3 separate regions of the Hordeum vulgare genome follow, and regions 1 and 2 are each linked to region 3. The links are chromatin contacts, called in public Hi-C maps. All regions are on one chromosome and are shown on one strand. Each heading gives the region's core, a stretch centred on a gene start, on an enhancer-like site or on the middle of the called end of the contact. The rest is flanking DNA. Distances are from core to core; before and after follow the strand shown. Region 1 has its middle 98 kb from the start of LOC123430267. Region 2 overlaps LOC123426697. Region 3 has its middle 120 kb from the start of LOC123430268.

What was found. A called contact is a pair of places that touch in the nucleus more often than the background predicts.
Region 1: a contact with region 3 is called in a Hi-C map of seedling, with 3 times the contacts expected there. The contact joins two enhancer-like sites. A contact is called at or near these places in 3 of 6 Hi-C or Micro-C datasets (leaf and seedling).
Region 2: a Hi-C map of seedling shows a contact between it and region 3, with 5 times the contacts expected there. The contact joins two enhancer-like sites. A contact is called at or near these places in 4 of 6 Hi-C or Micro-C datasets (leaf and seedling) and 1 of 1 datasets of contacts at active chromatin or transcription factors (embryo).

Annotation. Positions count from the first base shown.
Region 1 is chr2H:469,878,504-469,881,603 of MorexV3_pseudomolecules_assembly, forward strand. No RefSeq gene overlaps it. Among protein-coding and RNA genes, the nearest start is that of LOC123430267, 98 kb to the left of the region's middle. Within about 2 kb of position 1,473, at least 3 of the 3 cell types and tissues checked have open chromatin away from gene starts, as enhancers often do. A contact at or near this core is called in seedling, where this site is marked.
Region 2 is chr2H:470,673,933-470,676,949 of MorexV3_pseudomolecules_assembly, forward strand. It overlaps LOC123426697, which reads right to left. Exons shown (of 8, transcript XM_045110568.1): 6 at 2,971-3,017; 7 at 2,790-2,883; 8 at 1,772-2,660. The coding sequence ends at 2,155. Among protein-coding and RNA genes, the nearest start is that of LOC123426697, 9.2 kb to the right of the region's middle. Within about 2 kb of position 1,594, at least 3 of the 3 cell types and tissues checked have open chromatin away from gene starts, as enhancers often do. A contact at or near this core is called in seedling, where this site is marked.
Region 3 is chr2H:470,170,493-470,173,730 of MorexV3_pseudomolecules_assembly, forward strand. It overlaps the pseudogene LOC123430269. Among protein-coding and RNA genes, the nearest start is that of LOC123430268, 120 kb to the left of the region's middle. Within about 2 kb of position 1,844, at least 2 of the 3 cell types and tissues checked have open chromatin away from gene starts, as enhancers often do. A contact at or near this core is called in seedling, where this site is marked.

The DNA of each region.
Region 1 (3,100 bases), core at 223-2,722, 290 kb before region 3:
GCGCTAGATCGGACGGATCGTGATTGGATTGTGATTGAATCACGAAGACGTTCGGCTACATCAAACGTGTTTATTAACGCTTCTCACTTACCGATCTATTAGGTTATGTGGATCTACTCTCCTTATCGTAGCTTGTTGATCTCCTTAGATATTTCTTGCATGTTTGTACGATTTTTTTCCATGCAACGTGCCCCAACAAAAGTTTCATGAATTTTGATAAAAAGTTCAATGATTTTGAAAAATGTTCGTTAAATTTAAGAAAATTTAATTAATTTCCAAAAATAGTTCATAAAAGTTTAAAGAAGTTCACCAAATTTGAAAAGAATTCATCCGATTTAAAAAAAATTCATCAAATTTGAAAAAAGTTGATCGAATTTAAAAAAAAATCATTGAATGTGAAAAGAGTTCATCTATTTTTTTTAAGAAAATCATCAAACTTGAAAAAATTTCATCGATTTTGATTTTTTTTAATCGAATTTGAAAGAAAGTTCATCAATTTTTATTTATAATTTCATTGAATTTCGAGAAAAACTTGACATTTTTTTAAAAAGTTCATAAAACTGAAAAACAAATTCAAGATTTTTTTAGAAAAATCCGCGCATTTCAGTAAAAAATAAAATACAAGAAAACCCGAATAAAACTCCCAAAACGACCGCGAATCAAAAAACCAGGAAGAGGAGAATAAAATGGCGAAAATGAAGTACTCTGTCACATGTATTGCGCCCCCTAGTGGTTAGTCCGATTACTGCGAAGCGTCAGGTCGCGGCTTCGATCTCTAGCGTAGCACCTTTTATTGAAATTTTTAGGAGAAAGGAATCTAAATTGGGAAGGCCCAAGCCGGAAGTGGGGATGCGCTCTGTACCAGGGTTCGAACTCTTGACAAGTTGGGTTACGCCGGACGAGATAAAACCACTACGAAACGTCGAGCACTCATGGAGATGACATCCGTATTTTCTATTTTATCCTTTTCCAAATAACTTTTATTTTTCTTTATCTATTTCTTTTATTTACTCTCTTTCCTTTTACTTTTTATTTATTTTTCCTTTTACGAAAGTGCACGATTGTTTTCAATTTCGATGAACATTTTTCAAATGAATGATTTTTTAATATCAATGACCCATTTTCAAATTTGATTAACTATTTTATCAATTCTATATTTTTCATAAAATTCTGATGAACTTTCTTGAAAGTCTTTAAAAAATTCAAACTCTTTGAACTTTATTCAAGTGTGGATGAACTTTTTTGAAATTTTTTGAACTTCTCTTTGATGAACTTTTTTTTAAAGTCGTGACTGAAGTTTGATTAATTTTTGGAATTTTTTTAATGTTTTTCTAAAACTTTAAAATTTTCCAAATTCCCGTTTTTTACCTTTTGCCATTTTTCATTTTAGTTTTTAATAACCTTGGACCTATGTCGTTGTAGACGCCACTTCTTCTAATGGCGCCTGCAGCGTTGAATAGGAGCTCCCCTCACGAAGAGCCGTCCCCACAACCAGCCTCCATAGTAGTAGGCTGATCCAGTAGCTGGCAAGACACATGTTGGTTCGTTTCAGGTTTTATTTTTCATATAGTGTAGAAAATATGTGCGTATAATTTAAGAAAAAATGTTTGTAATGTTAATAAATGTTCACACGCTTTTAAAATATGCTTGTGACATTTAAAACAATGTTCACATAGTATTTCTAAAAACTTTTATACAATTCAAAAAATGGTCACGAGATTAAAAAAAATGGTGTAAAAATAACAAATTTCCATACATTTTTTTCAAATGTTCATGAATTTATATTATATATTGAATGTGTATTAAAAAAGTTCACCATGTATTATAAAAGGTTATGTGTCAGAAAGTGTTCACTGTGTATTCAAAATATGTTCAATGTGCATTTGGCAATTGTTCAAGATGTATTAAAGAAATGTTCAACATGTATGAAAAACAATGTTCAACTCATGTATATAAAAAGAGCTCAACATGTATTCAAAATAGTTGAAATGTATTTGGAAATATAAAAAGAGAATTTACATAAGAGCACCTCTCTAATAACATGGAAAAACCAAAAAATTATGGAAGTTTCCTTAAACCAGTCCCGACTGTAGCACAAAATGCTCCTAAAACCGCTCGCACCATAGGTCTTGTTGGGTCTTGTTTTTTGATTCATTATTTTTTTTTTCATTTTGCCTTTTGTGTTTTGAGTTCTTATGTGTTATTTAATAATTTTGAAATTCAAAAGTTGCTCATGAAATTCTCAAAATATTGAAAAAGTTTAGAAAAATTATTGGTATTTTAGTCTCTATTTCAAATAACGAAAACTGATCTTGGATTTCTAAAATGGTCCAAAAATATGAAACATGTTTCCATTTTTTGAAAAATGTTCATGAATTTGGAACGCATTTCCGTATTTCAAGAATTATTCAGGAATTTAAAAATATACCTGGATTTGATAAAATGTTGGAAAATGTTTTATGATTTCAAAACATCTTCACCAAAATGAAAATGTTTACGGATTTCTTAGACTGTTCAGGAATTTAAAAAATGTTCCTTTTTACGAATATAACAAATGTTCACGAAATTCATAAAAGGTCTGGACTCCAAAATATATTGACTAATTTTTAAATGTTATGAATTTCGAAAAATGTTTACTAATTTGGAAAAATAGAAAATTATAAAGAAATGTTTTTGAATTCATAAAAAATAGTATTTTTTGCAAATAATCTGAATTTTGAAAATGTTAAGAATTTATAAAAATCAATAATTTTTAGGTATTCGAATTTCCAAGGATATTCATGAATTTGGAAAATATTTTGATAATACAAAGAATGCTTTGGGTTTTTAAAAATATGGAAATGTCACCTTATTTCAAATCATGTTCATGAATTTAAAAGAAAGTCTATATTTTATAAAAAATATTTCGAATTACAAAAATAGTTATAATTACAAAATGTAATCATATTCCATGTCAACTCGTCCAGCATGAATGTATCAGAACATGCAGCATGCCGCCACGCGCAACATGGGTAATGTTTTTCTTATGTTTTGCACATAAATTTGTTATGTTGTTTTGCTTTAAGTAATTTTTGCATATTTGGTTACATACATACATGTA
Region 2 (3,017 bases), core at 344-2,843, 500 kb after region 3:
CTTCTGCCTTATGTTCTGTGAGGTAATCTAAAACGGCCAAGCGCTCATTTTGATCTAACATAGTAAGGTCCATGACAGCCTTGTACAAGTCAGAGTGTGTTTCAACATGGCAAGTGTTGTTGATAGCCCTTTCAACCGTTGTCCTCAAAGAAGAGTGTCTTAACTTGAACAACTATTTAGCATTTTGAGAATGGTTTCCTCGTCCATACTCTTTCAAATGGTACCTCGTGCCACGGTATGGTGGAAGAAAACCCGGCCTCAAAGCATACCCCGCATCAACAAGGAATTTTTTTTCCTATGAAATGGTAACTATTAGCTATGGTAGAAATTTAATATATTTGGGTAGCACGCTCTAATTTACTACCTGTGGGAACTTTTAACCCATCTCCCCTCTCCCACATATCTCAAATTTGACTCTCTAGTTATGGCACGATCGGGCATGCTGCCCACGGTTATCCGCGGTGTTTGTTGTTTAGCCCTTCTAAACAAGACTATCATGTAAGCATACAACCCAGCCACTAGACCAGCTCCTCTCACATTAGTTGCCTTCGTTTTCTTGCCAATTCATCCATCTATTACAATACAAACAAGTTCAATCTTAGCAGAAAAATATGCAAAAAAGTGAAACTTAACACAACAGATTTATTCCAACATCACAAGCAATGAGCAAAAATAAATATGAGGGGGGGAGGGGGGAGGGGGAAGAGTTATGTCCCTGTCGAGGCAGCCATGTCCGACGCAGCAAGGAGGGGGGAGGTGAAGGAAAGAGGGAAGATGGCGGAAGGGGAGGTGAAGGATGGGGGGAAGAGGGCGGAGGGGGAGGAGGCAGAGTGGCTACTGGAGACGCGACGGCGGGACGACGGGTAGGCTTGGCGGCCGGAACGCGATGGCGGGACGGCGGGCTGGTCCTGGCGGGGCGATGCGAGGGGGAAGGTGAAGGAACGGGGAGGGAGAGGGCGGAGGGGGAGGAGTCTACCTCTTGGCCAGACGGCGGGCTCGTCCTGGCGGCGGGGATGCGACGGCGGGGCGGCGCGGTAGGTCACGAGCTCGGGGGCATGAGGGGAGGCCGAGCGAGGAGAGTGGGTCGGGGAGGGATTTTTGCTGGGGTCGATGTGAGCGTAGCTGAGCCAAGCTCGCCTGTATGGGCGAGCTCCTTTCAGCATAGTTCTGGGGCTTTTTTGCATCTGTTGGGCTATGCCGAGGAGAGTTCATCCACCCTATCAAACACCTAAAAATAGATCGGAGAGGAAATTTTTAGTCTTATGCACCCTTATGCACGCTATTGAACACACCCTCACTGTTGGCCCCCTGTGTTGTACTGTACTGTACATGTGTAGCCTAGCAGCAACATGCATCTCGTGAACGTTGTCATCAGGAACGTGCAATATTTGCAACTGTAAAATGGGGCGCAGGCAGGTGACGGATGCGAGTGAGCCGAACCGATCGAAACGTGCGGCTCCGCCTGCGTTGTGGGTTAGGTTGGAGCTTTTCCTGCCACCAACTCACCAAGTTGGACCTGAACGTCGCTCATTCCAGTAGCGCTTTCTGTACCCAACGCGCATAGCCACACGAGGAGAATCACAACAAGCACATGATCGTGACTGGAAGTCTGGAAGCAACTGGTAGGAGACGTCACCTCACCAGCTTGACTGACATGAACTGGACTGAAATGCTGCCAAAAAAAACATCACGACTTGTACTGAAAGGTCTTCTAAGAGTATAACAACACCACACCATCTTTGAAAACAGCTTCAACAGAGGGCCATGTAAGTTAGTTACCTCGTAGAGAACTAAACTATTCTCCCCAACTACAGTTATTAATGGTACAAAGAAAGTATATACTCCTATATAGTCACAACAGATAGAAATGCTAGCAGTAACTAACAACAAAAAAACGGAGTAACAATTTTGATGCCTTTTCATGAAGAAGGAAAAAAAGAGAGAGCTTGCGGACAATAGCAAGCATCTCCACTGATTAATCTCCTTCTTCAGAAGTTATGAGCCCCCGTGGTACAAATATTCCCTCTTTTCTTTGTGCTATACCAAACAAACCTCTCTTCCACCACTCTCCCAACCCTTCCGGAGGAAGAAGGAAAAACAACAACTCAAGGTCGTCAGTAAAGAGAAGCTACTAGCCAAAGCTTACATACAACCTCACAACGTCACAGGCAAGCCGTAGTTGTGGAAGGACCGGATCACTCCCCCGTGGCTCGCCGTCACTATCACCATGTTCCAGGCAGCCGATATCGCCGACAGACAGTCGGCTAGCCGGGGGCCATTTACGGGCTTCGCCGAGGAAGTGAGTTTCTCCTCTGGCCACGTCACAGACCCCCTCATGCCGTCGGCGAAGAACCATGTCCCAGGGGAACGGCTTTCTCCTCCATGACGGTGTAAAGCCGGCATGCTGGTAGATTTCTCGGTCAGGCGGGACGGCTTGACATGCCTGTCCCGATGCACCCCCGGCCATGGCACCGCGGTTGTCACGTCCTTGGAGAAGAACATTTCGCACGATCGAACCGATTTGGCTTCGCCTTTCTGTAAGGTGTTGCTTGGATTGTCAAAATTCCATATGTAGACATTGGAGTCCATGCCGGTGGATATAAGATATCTGCCATCTGATGTTAGTGATGGTGTTGAAAGAGCCTTCGACTTCCAAGGCCCTGCATCATTAAGGTACAAAGGGGTGGACGGGTGGTGTTAGGATCACTGAGGACATGGAACGTTAAAATGTTGTGAAAAATGGCAACTTTCTAACGGAATAAAGGATGGGAACTTCTGTGAAAATATACCTTTAAACTTTTGGACAATATCAACACCATCAGCAACTCGAATCTTGGAATCTGTTGATGTAACTAGGAATCTAGGGGAATCACTTGTACATAACTGCCAAGTCGCAATCACGAATTAGTGAGTCGGCATAAGAATTGCTTCCCAAAATACAAGTAGAGAATATCATGGCAGATATCACACCTGCAAACTCTTGATCCGACTGGCAGTAGATTTCTTTTTCCCTTGCA
Region 3 (3,238 bases), core at 594-3,093:
AAAAGATTTCTATGAGCATAACCATTATTTATTAAGATAGAAAGGCATGATCATCCAGTTTTCAGTGCCAACCAGATATTATTGTGCATCATCAGCAAAGTACTCCCTCCGTTCCTAAATATAAGTCTTTTAAGCGATTTCACTAAGAAACTACATACAGAGCAAAATGAGTGAATCTACACTCTAAATTATGTCTATATACATCCGTATGTAGTCCTCTAGTGGAATCTTTAAAAAGACTTATATTATGAAACGGAGGGAGTAATTAACAGTGGTAACTCATACCAAAAAAATCTCAATTCATTTCCTCATAGGCAAACGACTGCAGACTTCAACGAGAACCTTCAATTTCATGCGCAACGCTCCCATCATTACCATCCAAACAAGGAGGCCAAGCCATAATATACGGAAAGGCACAGTCATCGATTGTCCCGTGGATGAGTAACTCCATCTCCATGTTCTCCAATGAAAGGTAGAAGAACTAGGTGCCCTGTGTGTCAGCAGGGGTTATGAGTATCTTGGACAAATAGACGCATCCAGACCTAACTTGCACAACTCTGAGTTGGTCCTGCAGGCCCCGAGTGACCCGATCAATTTCTGCGCTTAAAGAGAGTATGTTCTGCCGTGCCCAAATCCCAATACCATCACGGTCCAAACTACGGGTCCAAACGTGAAGGAGGAACTCATCAGATGTATGGACCATCAATGTTTTAAATAACGGGCTACGGCAAATAGCGGCGATCCTCTAAATCAGCTATAGCGAAGGTATAACGGGGCTATAACGATATATTTGTACATGATACCATTTAACGGCATCCTGCTAAAAAGGCTATAGCAGGCTATTTAAAACTATGTGGACCATGCAGAGCTGTCCATCCTTGGTATCCCCAAGCATGAAATCTTATTGCGAGAAATCGATTGCCTGCGAGGGTAGATCCACTCCACTGAGGAAACGTTCATGGTGGCCGTGTTGATCCTGATCATGCGTCCTCCGCCGTAGACAGGCCAGTAAACGGAACCATCCACCAGCGTGCCAGCACCGTACTTAGGCTGTGCTCGTCACCGCCGATCTCCACCCAGGGGTGGACAGCCCAATCCCCTAGACACGTCGGCGCAGACGCAGACCACGCGTAACGACCGGGGATTCTCCTCGCAAGTCAGCAGGTGGAAACCAAGGAAGGCGAAATCGCCGAGACTCCCATCGGCGACATCGTCGGGGAACGAGACAACGTGCACGGCCCAGATCATGGGGTTCACCGCGGCCACGGCCCAGAAAGTATTCCACAGGAGGATGTAACCGTCGCGGCAGTCCGTGACAGTCCAGCCGTCGTCCAGCGGGAGGGAGGTGAGGAAGAAGTCGCCGCGACGGAGGGCGACGGTGACCACGGGATCCGAGCGGTGCAGGGGGGCGAAGGAGGGGGCGCCTGGTGGATGGCAAGGAAGAGGCGGCGGAAGGTCCGGCGGCGGCAGTTCTCTGGCCATTGCTCGAGAGTGGAGTGGATGGCAAGGAAGCGGCGGAAGGTCCGGGAGGAGCGGACAACGCCGAGCAACGAGCGGCAGGTGAGCGCGGCGCGGACGAGCGCCGGCAGGTTGGGCAGGCGGAGGAAGATCTCGAGAAGCTGGTTTTCGCCGAGGGAGGATATGGTGGTGCTGGTTCCGTCGCCGGCGGTAGCGTGGGTCGTGGATGAGATCGACGGACATTTCGCTGCTGGCGTAGTCCCCGCCGCCGCCGGCGGCAGTTCGCTGGCCATTGCTCGAGAGTGGAGTCGATGGAGATTATGGTCCCTGGCAGTGTCGACGATGACTATTGAGTACGCATGGGCCAACTCCACCAACTATTGAGTACTACGCCTCATGCTTTGAGCCCATGGGCCCATGTAGGCAACAAATCCAAGTCTAGGTCAGCCGTATGCTTTGGAATTAAAGCCAGTTTGAAAAAGCTAGAGTGATTGATTGCTGAAAGTCAGCAACGAAAAAAAAAAGAAACCCATCTTTCTTTTGGCGAAAATGGAACACATCTTTTCGAAACTCTTGAAACGTATTTTCCACTTCTTCACAAGCTTTTACTGTAAGTTTGTTTCTTATCATGTAGCAATGAGAGACGAATATATATGTATTGGTTGAATAATCATCAGGTCAAATTCAACATAAAACAATTATTTCCATGTTACGTGTTCATGGAATGAAATGTCCGAAAAACTAAGCAAGCAAATGTGTCTATGAAGAAGCGTATATCATGTTTCTAATGTTATTATATTTTTGGGTGAAATCGATGCACTCAACCACAAAGAAATCCGATATCAAAGCATTACCGCAAAAGTTAAACAAAAAACATAGTACATTTCGGAAAAAGCATGCAGAAAATAGTTTGGACCAAAGCTCGAGTTTGAAGTGAGTTTAAACTTCGATTTCTAAAGAAATATACCGTTCTTCAAAAGACACATAAACACATGGGGTCACAATAACAACAGAATGTACCGCCATGTGTGAGATGTCCAGGTCTCACCTAAACCAGCCACAAGGTCTCCAACTTTATCACCAACATAGTAACAAGCTTAACCATCATTGCCACTCTTTCAGCTCCCTTGTCAAGCTCCCTAGCTCAATTGCCACCATGCCTTGTCATGCTCCCTAGCTCAATTGCCACCACTCTTTGTCGTGCTCCCTCGCTCAACTGCCACCACGTGATTCATGAATTGTGTGTCATGGATAAGTGTCTTGCCTTGTGTGGTTTGATATGTAAGCTCGATGTACTTCCACATTCCATGCGAAAGTTTAGCTTCTTTACCACTGTGGTCGAACTAGATATGTGAACGCTACCTTTATAAGGCATGTTCGCATAAATGACTTACACAACAATCTCACTGCTATGTCAGTGGGTTTGATTACTATGTGTATGGATGGTCGGGTGATCAAGGACAACAAGTGTGGTGTATGCAATGAGAGCAATGCGACGAGAAATGAATTTGTATTGGTTAAATAATCACCAAGTCAATACCGAGATAGCAAAAGTTAGCATAAAAATATATTTGCATGTTACATATTCAGTGGAGAAGTGTCTCGAATACTAGGCAAGCAAATGTATATATAAAATAGGTAATATGTGTCTAACACTACTGTGTTTTCACGTTTAAACACAAACATCAACATATGTAATTTTACACCACGTGATACAGGAATTGGGCACCATGAGCACCATGAGCTTACTGTCGAAGATATGCCCTAGAGGCAATCATGT